4 separate regions of the Sus scrofa genome follow, and regions 2, 3 and 4 are each linked to region 1. The links are chromatin contacts, called in public Hi-C and HiChIP or PLAC-seq maps. All regions are on one chromosome and are shown on one strand. The core of a region is the stretch at or near the end of the contact, and the rest is flanking DNA. Distances in the headings are between cores, read along the strand shown.

What was found. A called contact is a pair of places that touch in the nucleus more often than the background predicts. HiChIP or PLAC-seq counts read pairs in DNA pulled down with a chosen protein or histone mark.
Region 2: a contact with region 1 is called in a Hi-C map of embryonic fibroblasts, with 2.4 times the contacts expected there. The contact joins two enhancer-like sites. A contact is called at or near these places in 1 of 47 Hi-C or Micro-C datasets (embryonic fibroblasts) and 1 of 2 datasets of contacts at active chromatin or transcription factors (alveolar macrophages).
Region 3: an H3K27ac HiChIP or PLAC-seq map of alveolar macrophages shows a contact between it and region 1. The contact joins two enhancer-like sites.
Region 4: a Hi-C map of embryonic fibroblasts shows a contact between it and region 1, with 1.9 times the contacts expected there. The contact joins two enhancer-like sites. A contact is called at or near these places in 1 of 47 Hi-C or Micro-C datasets (embryonic fibroblasts) and 1 of 2 datasets of contacts at active chromatin or transcription factors (alveolar macrophages).

What each region holds. Positions count from the first base shown.
Region 1 is chr13:157,258,400-157,261,788 of Sscrofa11.1, forward strand. It overlaps a transcript of NFKBIZ not described here. Among named protein-coding and RNA genes, the nearest start is that of NFKBIZ, 12 kb to the right of the region's middle. Within about 2 kb of position 1,627, at least 5 of the 83 cell types and tissues checked have an H3K27ac peak or open chromatin away from gene starts, as enhancers often do. A contact at or near this core is called in alveolar macrophages and embryonic fibroblasts, where this site is marked.
Region 2 is chr13:157,005,262-157,008,650 of Sscrofa11.1, forward strand. No RefSeq gene overlaps it. Among named protein-coding and RNA genes, the nearest start is that of NFKBIZ, 270 kb to the right of the region's middle. Within about 2 kb of position 1,675, at least 6 of the 83 cell types and tissues checked have an H3K27ac peak or open chromatin away from gene starts, as enhancers often do. A contact at or near this core is called in embryonic fibroblasts, where this site is marked.
Region 3 is chr13:157,034,980-157,038,368 of Sscrofa11.1, forward strand. The region is part of intron 4 of LOC102162881 (a long non-coding RNA gene); the gene reads right to left. Among named protein-coding and RNA genes, the nearest start is that of NFKBIZ, 240 kb to the right of the region's middle. Within about 2 kb of position 1,687, at least 16 of the 83 cell types and tissues checked have an H3K27ac peak or open chromatin away from gene starts, as enhancers often do. A contact at or near this core is called in alveolar macrophages, where this site is marked.
Region 4 is chr13:157,070,071-157,073,459 of Sscrofa11.1, forward strand. The region is part of intron 3 of LOC102162881 (a long non-coding RNA gene); the gene reads right to left. Among named protein-coding and RNA genes, the nearest start is that of NFKBIZ, 200 kb to the right of the region's middle. Within about 2 kb of position 1,746, at least 7 of the 83 cell types and tissues checked have an H3K27ac peak or open chromatin away from gene starts, as enhancers often do. A contact at or near this core is called in alveolar macrophages and embryonic fibroblasts, where this site is marked.

The DNA of each region.
Region 1 (3,389 bases), core at 377-2,876:
CCATAGAGCTACTGCCCAGCCACAGCTACTCTCCGAAGTCTGCTTTTCCAAATTAATACAGACTAATCTGTCCACCAGAATTATCTTCACATGTATCCTTCCAGAAGCCCTAAAAATCCTGGAGATTCTGATTCAGAATGTCTCGGGTGGGGCTGAGGTATTTGCATATTTACTAAGCCTCACAAAAGATGCTGATGCCCACCAGGGGCTGAGAGTTTGAACCCAGGGCATTTAGCAGTTGGACTAGCTGTCTTGCTACTCTTATCCCCAAATCTTGGGCTGACAAGCAAGTGAAATCATTTGGTGGAGGGAGCAGGCAGCATGGCGTTGGAGGATAAACACACATAAGAGACTAGACACACTTTGAGAGCAATCTGCACTTAGTCCTCGGGGAAACGTGCCATTCATGTGACATTTCTGAGTCGACACAGACTCCAAGAGTGGAGTGAGGGGACTGAGAAGATAAAGTGAAACCAGACTTGGTGTATAGCTAAAGATGAAGTCTTTTGGGTTTAAGTTATAAACTCCATGTGAATGATAAAATGTTTACACATTGAGGTATAAAATATACTGAGAAAATATAAATTAAAAAGGAAGCTATGGGAGTTCGCGTCATGGCACAGCAGAAACAAATCCAACTAGGAGCCATGAGGTTGCAGGTTCGATCCCCGGCCTTGCTTAGTGGGTTAAGGATCCGGCATTGCCATGAGCTGTGGTGTAGGTCACAGACACGACTCGGATCCTGCGTTGCTGTGGCTGTGGTGTATGTCGGCAGCTGTAGCTCTAATTGGACCCCTGGCCTGGGAACCTCCATGTGCCGTGGGTGCGGCCCTAAAAGGACAAAAGACAAAAAAAAAAATTTTTTTTAAAAGGAAGCTATGAATTAAATTCAGGTATTTATTGAACATTTACTATGTGTCAGACACTGTGCTAGGTGAGGAGCCTCTGATGAAGAAAAACATGGTCACTCCTCTCCTCTCAAGGACAAATCCAGGGCACTAGCAGGACAACCAAAAACCCGAGTGTCTGGTTATAATGAATGTAAGATCTTGTCCCTTAGCCTGACCTCAGAACGATCAACAAGAACTTAGCCAGTGGCTGAAGTTGATTTCTCCCTGGAGTCACGTTCAATACGGAACTGGTATTATCAAAAGATGAGAAAGTCAGTGGTACTGAGTTTAAGAAGGTGACATTTACTAAAGGTTAGAAGAATTTGAGGAAATTCTCCACTCCTGATTAAGTAAAAATTTAGAAATGATATTGTTACTTATTTGATTAACAAATGGAGCTGGAAGATATGGTCTCTGACACTTGAGGAAATTCCTTAGTGAAACATCACACTACAGGTATTAGAATTAATCCTTTCCACAGGATTAACTCTAATTTTTTTTTAAGAGTGCAACAATGCCATTTTTCATTAACATATCATTGACATCATTGTTAAATTACATAGCTGAGTTAAGTTCAGAATTATGATCATTAACTCATTAGTACTTTACAGTATATCTCTGGCTCAAAACATCACTTCCACACAAAACCAATGACCCCAACCAGGACTGACATACATTCATCCACTCAGTATCCTCTAAGTTGCTACTGCATGCCAAGCACTCTGCTTGGCCCTTGAGCCCATAGTCTTGGCTTCTGGGCGGTCATTCTTTAGGAAATATTCCAACAATAACCACCCTCTCTGCCCATATGGCAGATATTCACCAATTACAGCACCCTCTTCTGCCAAAGCCCCTAAACTGCCTGAAGATCTTTCCCAATACACCACTCATGAGAATATTTCCAGTTATAGGTAGAACACAAGATGAAACTTATTGGCCATCCAAATATTAACCAAGCTACAGTGAGTCACTTGTGGTTCCCCCAAAATACTATTGCCTTGATTCATGTTTTCTGTTTCATTCACCTCCCTCTCCCCTTGTAGGAACATTCAAATCAGCTCTTCTGAAGATACAACTCAAAATGCTCCACCTTGAAGTCTCCTTAGTTCTCCACATTCAGATGTAAAGTCTTCTTCTCCATCTTTATGTTTCTTCCTCTTTTTTCTAATCAAATACATGCCATGCTTCCCATGTATATAACTTAAGGGTAAGAAATATGCCTTTCATGTCTTTAAATGCCACATATTATCTATCAGAAAGCTTTGCGTGCACGAACCCGCAATCACATGCTTACTAAGCACTGGTCCAGTTAATTAATTATGAGAGAACTTGGGATGAAGAATATGTAAGTTCACTCGGGAAAAAGCTCATAGTATAGATACATTTAATGGAGGTTCATTATTTCTACTGTTCTGGTTATCAGGTTGCATTTGCAATATGTTACTCTTGAGACTTCATTTATACGAAAGAAGAAAAATGATGTACAGAAATAGAGCTACAGTAGATTCTTAACCTGTTAGTCATGGGCCCCTGGTGGCAGTGTAGCCCCTGACATTGTAAACAGCATTTGTGTGTATGTGCATAGGTGCAATTTTGCCAGGGAGAAGATTTACAGCTTTCATCAGATTCCCAAAAGGGGTTACAAGAACTAGAATATACGTGCTGTAAATGACTAATGTTGACAGATGTTTATGTGTTTGTTCTAACTCATCAAAATGGCATGTTGGGGAAAGAAGGGACCCCATTTACTGATGTTCCCAGGTTTACATCTCTCAGGATGTTCCTGGGAATCCCAAACTATTTTTCCTATGTTCACTGCTCCCACAAGAGAAAGTATGAAAAATACAGTCATAAACATAATGACTTAGCTTTTTTGGCACATAAACATCTAAATGATCAACAATGTATTTTAAACTTCCATATTTTCAGAATCTAATAAATCTCTAATGAACTTGGCAAACGAGTTTTTTGATGGTAGGTCTTACATAACTTCAGGAAATATGTTCTCAAAAGAATCCCTAATAAATAAATAATGGCTAATTGCAAGGTTTTAAATTAGTAACTAATAGGGCTTTTCAACCTTGGGAAATATAAATAAGGGACTAGGAAAAGAAAATGCACATCCTTAAGAAGAATAGCATCATTGAATTAATGTTTATTTAAAACGATTCGTGAGTTTTTCCATGAGTGTCAATGGACAGATTCACATCACAAACATACTTTCAGATACCAAATAACTATAACTTTTGTCCACAAGACATACTAGGTCAAACAATGTGATCAATCCAAAGGTTATCTTTTGTTAAAGGATTTAAGGGCTTAGCTACAAAGATGATTAGTCAATCAACTGCTTATGAGACATTTAAAAAAAATAGAAAGCTTTTCCATGAATCAAATTTATTACAAAGAATTAATGTGTAATCAAAACCAAATACATTCCTTGGGACATGCCAGAGGCAAGCAAAATATTATTAACAGAAATAAAGTTAACAAAAAATA
Region 2 (3,389 bases), core at 425-2,924, 250 kb before region 1:
AGCTATATAACAGAGAGTTCAAGAGTTCTCCAATTAAGATAGAAGTCTGTTTTTATGTGACCTAATCTGGCAGGGATAATGGGACAGGGAAAATTGATGTTAATGTTGCCCTTTTTATATCTCAAGTGCACAATTGTGATGGAGCTAAGCATATAGTGCTATCCCACTACAGAGCTATATCAAAAAATGAGAAGGAAGAAGTAAAGAAATTAACTCCAATTCTGTTTCCCTGTCTCAGCATCACTCAATGAAACCAACTCCTTGGATCAAATTAAATATGGAATCGATGGAAACCAAGGAAGTAAAAGGCAAGCTTAAAAAAGCAATGAGTATGAGTGCTTATCAAACATCTTCATGTATGCTAACTACTCTGTATTATCTAGGAATGGTTCATCACTTGTTAATAGAAATAATTCTGCAAAGTGGGTATACTAAAGAATTGTCATATGTGTATAGGTTGCAATGCAAGAAATTTGTCCATTGCTGGTAAAGCATCTGGAAATTGTTGGATTGTTAAAGGTGAATAGTAATTTGGCAAACATAAAAAGATGTCCTCTGAAACCTGAAATAGGCAATAATATTTTACAATTTTAAAGAAAACTGTATTTTAAACATGAAGTTTAATTTGCCTGGAGTCTGTGATCATTCAGGCAGTACAGAAAGAGATAATGGAAAATACAAATTTTCATTGCATTTTTTGTTTAATTTTAATGGCTGCCCCCGTGCTATATGGAAGTTCCCAGTCCAGGGATTGAATCTAAGCTGCAGCTTCAACCTGAGCCACAGCTGCAACAACAAGCAACAATGGATCTTTTAACCCTTTGCACCTGGCCAGGGATTGAGCCCTCACCTCCTCAGAAATCCAGACCACTGCATTGGGGTTTTTAACCCACTGTACCACAGCAGGAACTCCCAACTGCATTTTAATGTAGAATGAGTTTTATGCACATTTCCCAATGATCTGAATTCAAAATTCAAATCAGACTTTATTACAAAGTGGGAAGAAATTTGCAACTAAGCACTTTAATAACCATACCAGACCCTTGGTCAGTCTGTCTATGTGGCCAGACTTTCATCCTCCGCCTCCTCCACAAAGTATGTGTGACAACACAGACAGAGCACATCATTCCTCCTTTGACCCCCAAACAGATTCTACTCTGATTTTCTTTATCCCACTGGTAGCTCCATTCTCTCAGACTCAGAGTCCTAATGTCTGAGTCAACTCTGACTCCTCCTTCTGCTTTCCCTTCTCCCTCTCCTTCTTCTTGTATAGCCTATCAGTAGCCACACCCTGTGCCTTCTATCCCAGCTAAGTTTCTTGCATGAATATTCTACTTGCTCTCATAACCTTTCTCCTGACTTCCTATGAGATCCACCTGAAAGTCCCTGGCTTCTGCTTCACCCTCCATGTAACTCATATTATGCACTGTGATCACAGGGATATTGAACCCTAGATTTTTTAAAAGGCAGGTAAGTTTAGGTTCCATCTTTCTTAGAGAAGAAAGTAGAGCAATTGTGCACTGATTTACAAGTTTAAAAACCTTGACTTGCTTGATGCGAAAATAAAAATAAGAAATATTGAAAGAAATACAAGGATGCCCTACTCTTGATCTGCCACAGCTTGGTGATTTTCATGTCCCTGCGTCTCCTTGGAAAACTTAATGGAAACCCTAACAAGGAGCCAACACAAGATGAGTAATGGTTACTGACTCAGACAAGAACAAGATGTCTCCAAATGAGGGAAAACACTGCTCCAACCACAGGAAATCAGAAGCAGGAATCATCATAAGAGCCAAAAGACAGCCTTGAAGCAACACATCTGCCAACCACCAAAAATCTCCTTAGGTTACAACTGAATTAAACTAGTGGCTGTCCTCTGAGTAAAGACTTCAGTGCTAAAGTATACTATCCTCTCCAATCCCTTAAATAAGTCTTCCTTTTGATGTATTGTTTAATTCCTTTGTGGCAGGAATTTCCTAAGCTTCTCTTTGCTATGCGAGAGGACTATCTACCCATTGAGGGAGGATCTGTGTATTAATGATATTTTTTGCAGCTCTTGGGATGTAGCTGTGCTACATAATGCTGGCTTTCAACCCAATAAATCTTTTTCTCTTCTTGCTCATTAACACAATCCAAATGTTGGAGTCCTCACTAATGTTCCCAGATAAAACTTATACAGGGATCCCCCACTTTTCAAGTTTGGTTTATCCCACTTTTACAAAAGACCTACATTAATACACATTAATGTGTATTTTCACTAATCAAAAGAAATTCCAAGAGGATTTTGCTTTTATGAAAAAAGGTGAAAAAAAAATGTTTAGCATTTTTTCTTTTTTTCTTTTTTTTTTTTTTTTTTTTTTGTCTTTTTAGGCTGCACCCACAGGATATGGAGGTTCCCTGGCTAGGGGTCCATTCGGAGCTGTTGCTGCCAGCTTACGCCAGAGCCACAGCAACGCCAGTTCTGAGCCGCATCTGTGACCTACACCACAGCTCATGGCAATGCCTGATCCTTAACCCACTGAGCAAGGCCAGGGATCAAACCAGCAACCTCATGGTTCCTAGTCAGATTTGTTTCAGCTGCACCACAACAGGAACTCTGTGTTCAGCATTTATATAGTAGCTGTTACAGAGGCAGAGAGTGGCTGTTACAGAGGACCGCCAAGCTCCTTCCCCGGGGAACTGCAGTCAGCATCTCAGCATCAGGCCACCATAGCTTTGAACTTTGTGAGCAGCTATGCTTTATCTCCATTTATTGTGCATCCATTAGCAAGACGTGTCCTAAGGTAATTGTTACTTTGCCTTATACCATTACAGCTTATGAAAGGTTTCATAGGAACACACTACTTTCAGAGAACAGGGGAAACATGCATTTCCCAGCTTGTCTTGCAGATAAGGACAGCCATATGACATAGTTCTGGTCAATAAAATGTAAGCTGAAGTAATTGGTTGGAGCTCCAAAAAAAATCTCTAAAAGACTCAGTGGGCATACACCTTCTTGCTCTTTCCCATTTTTTCCTTTCTCCTGCCTGGAACGTGGGCACAAGGGCTAGAAAGGCAACTACAGCCACCATCTTGCAACCATGAAAGAAAGGCAAGAGAATCGTAAAGACTTCAGCCCCCAACAGCCTCAAGCTGTTGAACCAATACCAGCAACCATCTATATCTGGTTTTCTCATTACATGAGGAAATAAATCACTATTTAGTTAATTACTAACATTCATGTTTACTATTAAGTGCACTTGATCAAAAAAACTGATATAGTAGTTTAAATGGGGAATAACAGAAATAATTACTATTCTGGCCATGATCTGTGATGTATCTATCTTTTTGTGAACATGGCATCTGTCTGTGTGTCTGTGTTTGTGTGATGGGTTGTACTCTCACATCTA
Region 3 (3,389 bases), core at 437-2,936, 220 kb before region 1:
CTCTCTGGGTACATATCCAATTTATATAAATGGCATGCTCCCAATAACAGATGCTCACTGATACATTACTCCGTTTCTCTTCCCTTCTATCTAGGAACTCACCTGGAGGTTGTGATGCAGCAGCTGAAAACTGCTCAGCTGGACCACACTCTAACCCCCTCTACATTCCACATCCTCTAAGGAGGAAGAATCAAGGCCCTCCCTTTCCCAGTCTGCATTAAGATCAGTATGGCCCTCAGTTTTGTCTGCAGTAACAAAAGCTATCTAACTTGAGCCATAAGCCAAGGCCGAAAAGCTGAGCTAGACAACTCCCTGGAGATTACTCTCCTGAAATCCTCAGTAGAGGCTGAGGCTATAAGTGGGAGAAACTTCTCTAAACCAAGGTCCCCTTGAAAAAAGCCCCCATGCTACCCCCGACAAAGCTCCAGGATTTCCTCACATCGCCAACACTACAGTCTCTACCCTGAAGCCATAAGCTGTGAATAGGATGTCAAGTTCAGAAGGACAATGATTACTAATTACTGTTGGTCCCAATTATGTTTGATTTTCCTATTTATTGTTAACAATAACTACACAGTTGAAAAGGAACTGCACAGAGGCTATAACAAAATAAACACCATTTCTTGGTTATTAAATTTATATTTCACAGCATTTGTATTTACAGCTTAATCAGATCTTTAAAATACTAACAGGTACAAGTTGCATAATAAATTCAAATAGATATTTTACTAATCTTGTGTCATGTTGATTAAAAACTGTGGGTCCTGAATAGACTTTAAAAACACAGAATGGGAGTTTCCTTCATGGCTCAGCAGTTAACGAACCCAACTAGCATCCATGAGGATGCACGTTCAATCCATGGCCTCAGTCGGTGGGTTAAGGATCCAGCATTGCTGTGAGCTGTGGTGTAGTTTGCAGATGCAGTTCGGATCCTGAGTTGCTGTGGCTCTGGCATAGGCTGGCGGCTACAGCTCCAATTGGACCTCTAGCCTGGGAACCTCCATATGCCAGGGGTGTGGCCCTAAAAAGACTAAATAAATAAATATAAAAATAAAAACATAGAATGAAGCCAAATTTTGTGGCCTTCTTAAAGATGGGGCCCACAGAAAAATTTCTCTTCCAAAGCTTAGTTAGTGGACTCCAGCCACCAGGAATGACAGCTTTCTTTATTGGAAAAACATAAATGTGGAGAAAAATCCCTGTGAATTCAGTCAGGAAATCGGAAACCATGCTAAGTGTCTTAACCAGGAATGGGAATTCCCGTTATAGCACAATGGGATTAGCGGTATCTCTGCAGCTCCAGGATGCAGGTTCAATCCCTGACTCAGCACAGTGGGTTAAAGGATCTGTGTTGCCACAATTGTGGCATGGGTTACAACTTCAGCTGGAATCTGATCCCTAGCCTGGGAACTCCATATGCCACCCATGTGGCCAAAAAAAAAAGGAATGGATTCAATATAAGGAAATAGGTTCTTATAAAACTACTGAAAGAACTGGAGGAGCAAAAATTGGGAGGGGCTGTCATAAGTTTCAAGTTTGTGGCCACAAAGAAAAAGGAAGCTGCTTGCTGCCACCCAAAATCAGAACTATGCAAGTATCTGCTGCCAATTTCTGAGATTCTTAGGGCTCCAAAGTAGGTAAAATGGCAACCACTCCACATCTGGACATCTGGGAAGCCTACTCATCAGCCCACACCACTGCCAGAGAACAGGAAGATAATATCAGCCCCCTTCCTCTTCCACATTTGGGATCCCATATGAGAGTATGTCATTGGCAGAGTCCTACCAGCTTGGAACCCTACTAGCAAAATACCCCAAGAAACATAGTTCTCAAGTTTTCTCCTGCATTGTTACAAGGAAGAATTTATAAGGGATCTAAGGGTGCAAGTGCCAGCAGACAATTCTGATACCAGAATTATTCTAACAGGCAAACCTCCAAACCCCATCCTCCTCAGAAAAGAATCCACCTCTTTTGTCACTGAGACAACACTAAGACAACAGCCACCTTTCAACGACACACAAATCATTTCCTCAGGTATTCTGAGAACCCAGAAGACAAAGTAACCTCTACTGACAAATTATAACAAAAATGCTCAAAGTCTCCACCCTGGTCACCCTTAAAGGAATTCTATGTAAAATACTAATGGGACATTTCCTTCAGCAACAACAAAAAAATCCCCTTAAAGGAACACCAAAAAGAAAAGAGGATTCCTTCCATGTAAGGCTAGGAATTCTCCTCAAAGTTCTTATGAAATACTTAGTTTTATTTTCTGGATAGATGACCAAATAATTTAGATCAAGAAAAATGGCAAACAGCTTCAGAACTTTCCCAAAGATAACACTTTGGAAAAGTATCACATTTCTTTACCGATTAAAGAATATTACCGTGTCTCCCTCTCTCTGATTTTATACACTGAACTTGTTTCTTTCAGTTTCAGTTAAAAGTGACCTTTTAATTGGGGATTTTCCATTCATGATTCTTTTTCCGGAATAAAAGCCCAAGTTTTTCCATTTACACCAGCTTATAAAAGGGTTTCCTTTCCTTTAAAGGAGTCTTTTTAAAAACATTTCAATTTCCTTGTCTTCAAATCTTTCTTAAACTTAATATCATAACAGGAAAAAGGCATAAAATAAAAGGCATAATATCCTAACAAAAAAAAAAAGCATAAAGATCTGTTGGTTGCAAAAGTGCCATATTTTAATATCTTATTAATTGCACCTTTTAAATATCCTTGAAGGATACAATAATAAATGTGTCCCCTGGGTTTGAAAGTGCATCTTCTCCCTAATGGAATAATGAATTGACCTCTACACCACACTTGTAGCTATAAAGTTATTTTTGCCAGAAAATATGTGATGACACAAAAGTGGATATTAGGTTAAAGGAAGAACTGTTGCAGAGGTTGAGGCAGGAATGAGAGGTTCAGAGGCTGCCCCTCCCAGGAGTTCTGGGGAGCATAATTTAGAATTATTTATACCACACATAGAACACTCTTCTTCAGCACCCCAGGTTTAGGGTTATAAATGGGTGACTTGCCCTTTTTTTGTCTGTAGCCATCCTAGCTAATGTTAAAAGAGACCTCACCAGAAAGCCATTTCAGGAGCGAAGGGAAGCCCAGGCTCCTTGGGAGAACTGGCCATCAGACTGAGCAGATAACAGTTCTCCAGCACTCCTGGCCACACAGCTCCTGACGGTTCCAGGCCAGAGCTTGTCATGCCCAATCACCTCTGCACTTCTCAGGCCAACAGTTGAGAAGGGTCAGGGATAGTCTAATGGCTTTCAAATGCCAGCTTCCTCAGCCCACCCTGGGCCAGGGCATTGGCAGGACAGGCCCGTACTGCCAGCTATGCTTTCTGACCACTAGGAATCAAAGCCAGGTTGAATGAAAT
Region 4 (3,389 bases), core at 496-2,995, 190 kb before region 1:
ATGAAACCAACTAGGATCCATGAGGACGAGGGTTCTATCCGTGGCCTCGCTCAGTGGGTTAAGATCCAGCATTGCCACGAGCTATGGTGTAGATGGCAGACAGAGCTTGGTTCCAGTGTTGCTGTGGCTGTGGCTGTAGTGTAGACCAGCAGCTACAGCTCCGATTCGACCTCTAGCCTGGGAATTTCCATATGCTGTGGGTGTGGCCCTAAAAAAAAAAAAAGAAAAGAAAAGAAAAAAAAGAGTTGAAAAAGTCTATGTGGGCCAGATTTGATGAAGTGGACCACATTTTTTTTTTTTTTTTTTTTGGTCTTTTTGCTATTTCTTTGGGCCGCTCCCGCGGCATATGGAGGTTCCGAGGCTAAGGGTCGAATTGCAGCTGTAGCCACCGGCCTACGCCAGAGCCACAGCAACAGAGCCATGTCTGCAACCTACACCACAGCTCACAGCAACGCCAGATCCTTCACCCACTGAGCAAGGGCAGGGATCGAACCTGCAACCTCATGGTTCCTAGTCAGATTCGTTAACCACTGCACCACGATGGGAACTCCCACATTTTTAAATGTGGAAAATGTCATATTAAAATCCAAATTTGGGCCTTATTTTGAAAAATTGGAAGACCTGACAACACTCGGTGCCTCTCAGAACTGAAGAAACAACACCATCTGTGTTTCGAGTATTTGCTGAAGGTCCCCCACATCCACTGCTTCTTATTCCCCCTCAAATCTGTATCCCTTTTCATTCAATTTTATAATTATCAATTCTATTTTTAATGGTTATGTATATAATTTAGCAATTCTACAGCAAGCAATCTCATCACAAAATCTGTGTAAAATTTTACAGTTACCCCCTTAGGAAATTGCTCAGAAATAGAACATGTGAGTCAAGGGATATTCTCATTTAAAATTTTCAGAGGTATTGCCCTCAATTTGTACCAATTTAAATTCCCACAGAATGTATGAGAATACCTCTGGTCTCTTCCTATAGCCAATAATGAATATCAGCAATTAAACTTTCCCACTCAACAGATGAAAACTAATAGCTAATTATTCTTCTAACCTGCACTGATTTAAAGGTTAGCCATTTTTTTCATGTTTATGCCCATTTCCATAGTAAATTGTCTATTTATATCTCTGGGCCTTGTCTCATCATTTCTTCATGATTTATCAAATATCCTCATGTATCAGAGGTATTAATTGACAGTCCCTATCAGCTTGCCACCTATCTTTAAACATTGTTTACAATGGGCATTGAGAAGGGTTGTCACATAGAGACTTTTAATGTTATTAGTCTGATCTGATCTATTAATCTTTTTAAGGGTCAACAGAAAATTTTAAATACTGACTAGGTATTTTTTTCTTTCTTTTGCTATGAAAATAATATGTTCAATGTGTTTAAAAATTCAAACAGTAGAGGAATATTTAAAGAAGAAAGTAAAACTAACTAAAAATCTTCCCATCCATGGTCTATATTTAGAATATACCAGAAAAATAAAGCTTTATTTGCAAGTTTATTGAGACCCTTGGAGGAAAAACAAATGTATACCCTTATCACTATCTTTGCTAAACAGAGGAGATTTGCTGGTGAAATGCGGTACTACTTTTAACCACCACAATATACATATCTTGGCTTGCTTAAAAAGTAGCCACACAGGGGCAGCTTTCTCATCTTTCATCCTGAAACCAAGTGGCAGAGCTATTCTCAAAGCTGGCCAAGCAGCAAATGGCCTGTGAACCACTAGTGACTCATCAATGACCAACTACACAGGCAGCAGAGCGTTTCCCCTTGTTCTGATGGGCTTTCAAGGCTCAGTCAAGGACTCTCACCTCGGTCTGCCTCTTCCTCAGTCTTCTGGGAACATAGTGAATGGGCCATGTTAGGGAAGACAAAGCATAGGTATTAAACAGTAATAAGAGTCTAAGCAGCGTATGAGGAAAAAAGGCCAGTAGCCTTATCCAGTACCTTCAATGCATTATCCCCCCCATCTTCTTTAGAGATTTTGGTCTTCGAATGATTTTACATAAAAGAACCCAATGAGTTTAAACTCAATTTTCTTTTCTCTAAACTCATTTATAAACTATTTCCACATCTCTAAATCCACTTGGGAGTACACATATTTGATACAGGTACAACTGTACAAATATTCTATTATGTGTTCTACATTATTCATCTGAACAATCTGTTATATACTTTTCAGTGACCAAAAGAAGTCACTGAAAACCCCTGGGAGGTTTGGGGTTAATATCTGCAAACTATTACATTTAGAGTGGATAAATAACAGGGTCCTACTGTGTAGCACAGAGAACTATATCCAGTATCCTGGGATACACCATGATGGAAAAGAATATAAAAAAGAATGTGTGTGTGTGTGTGTGTGTGTCTGTGTGTGTGTATAAAACTGGGTCACTTAGCTATACAGTAGAAATTGGCACAACACTATAAATCAACTATATGTTAATTTTAAATTTTTTAGCTTAAAAATTTTAAAAAGAGTGCCCAAGCTTTTATTTCTAGTAGCTCTGTAGTACTCCAACTTTCTATAATAAGTTTTGCGATTATTTGTTTAGCTATTACTCTCTTCTTAAACACTTGAGTTGCTCTCAGTCATATGCCCTTTAAAATTCAAGACATTGTCTGTACAAAGTACTTTTTGGTTGTTTCCTTGGGGTTTATTCCCTTGAGGGATAAGCCTAAGGTGAAAGGTTATCCACAGCTTTACAATTCAAGTGAGTAGCACTTTCGACAAAACAGCTACAGTCTCATCATGTGATTTCCTTTCATCAGAGTTACTTTCATCAATACTAATGAAGGAATAGAGAAGAATTTCTCTAGTGAGAATCACCCAGCCGTGGCCACCACCCATGGCCACTGCTGAAAACCCATAGACTTTTTGCTCAAATTCCCTCAGACATAGGCCCTTGAAAAAATTTCTCAAACGTTTAAGTCTAACCCATCCACTCAGAAAGAAAGAGATACTCTGTGGGCAGCTCTCCTTTTTGCTAATCTCAACACACTGCTTCAGATCAGTCACAGGGCCTCCAATAGACTGACTGCCTTAACCCCAAAGCACACAGCAGACACTGCCACACAGTTCTGGGCCAACCCTCACAGACATCAGGTTGCACTCTCTGGAACATGCCCTCTTTACGTGGGTCATCCATGAGCAGTTTGGCCAGGGGCCTGGCATCTTCAGAATTTGTATAGTCCATCTTGTGAAGACTGCCAACCCTGCCTTACCCTTCGTATAACACCCAAGTCCAAACACTACTTCCATCAATGAATAAATATCTTTTGAGAGTTTACTTCCACTCTTGGCCCTTAGTAAATTCTCAACAGAGTAGCCAGCATGATCCATGCAAATGTAGATCAGACCTTGCCTGACTTCTGCT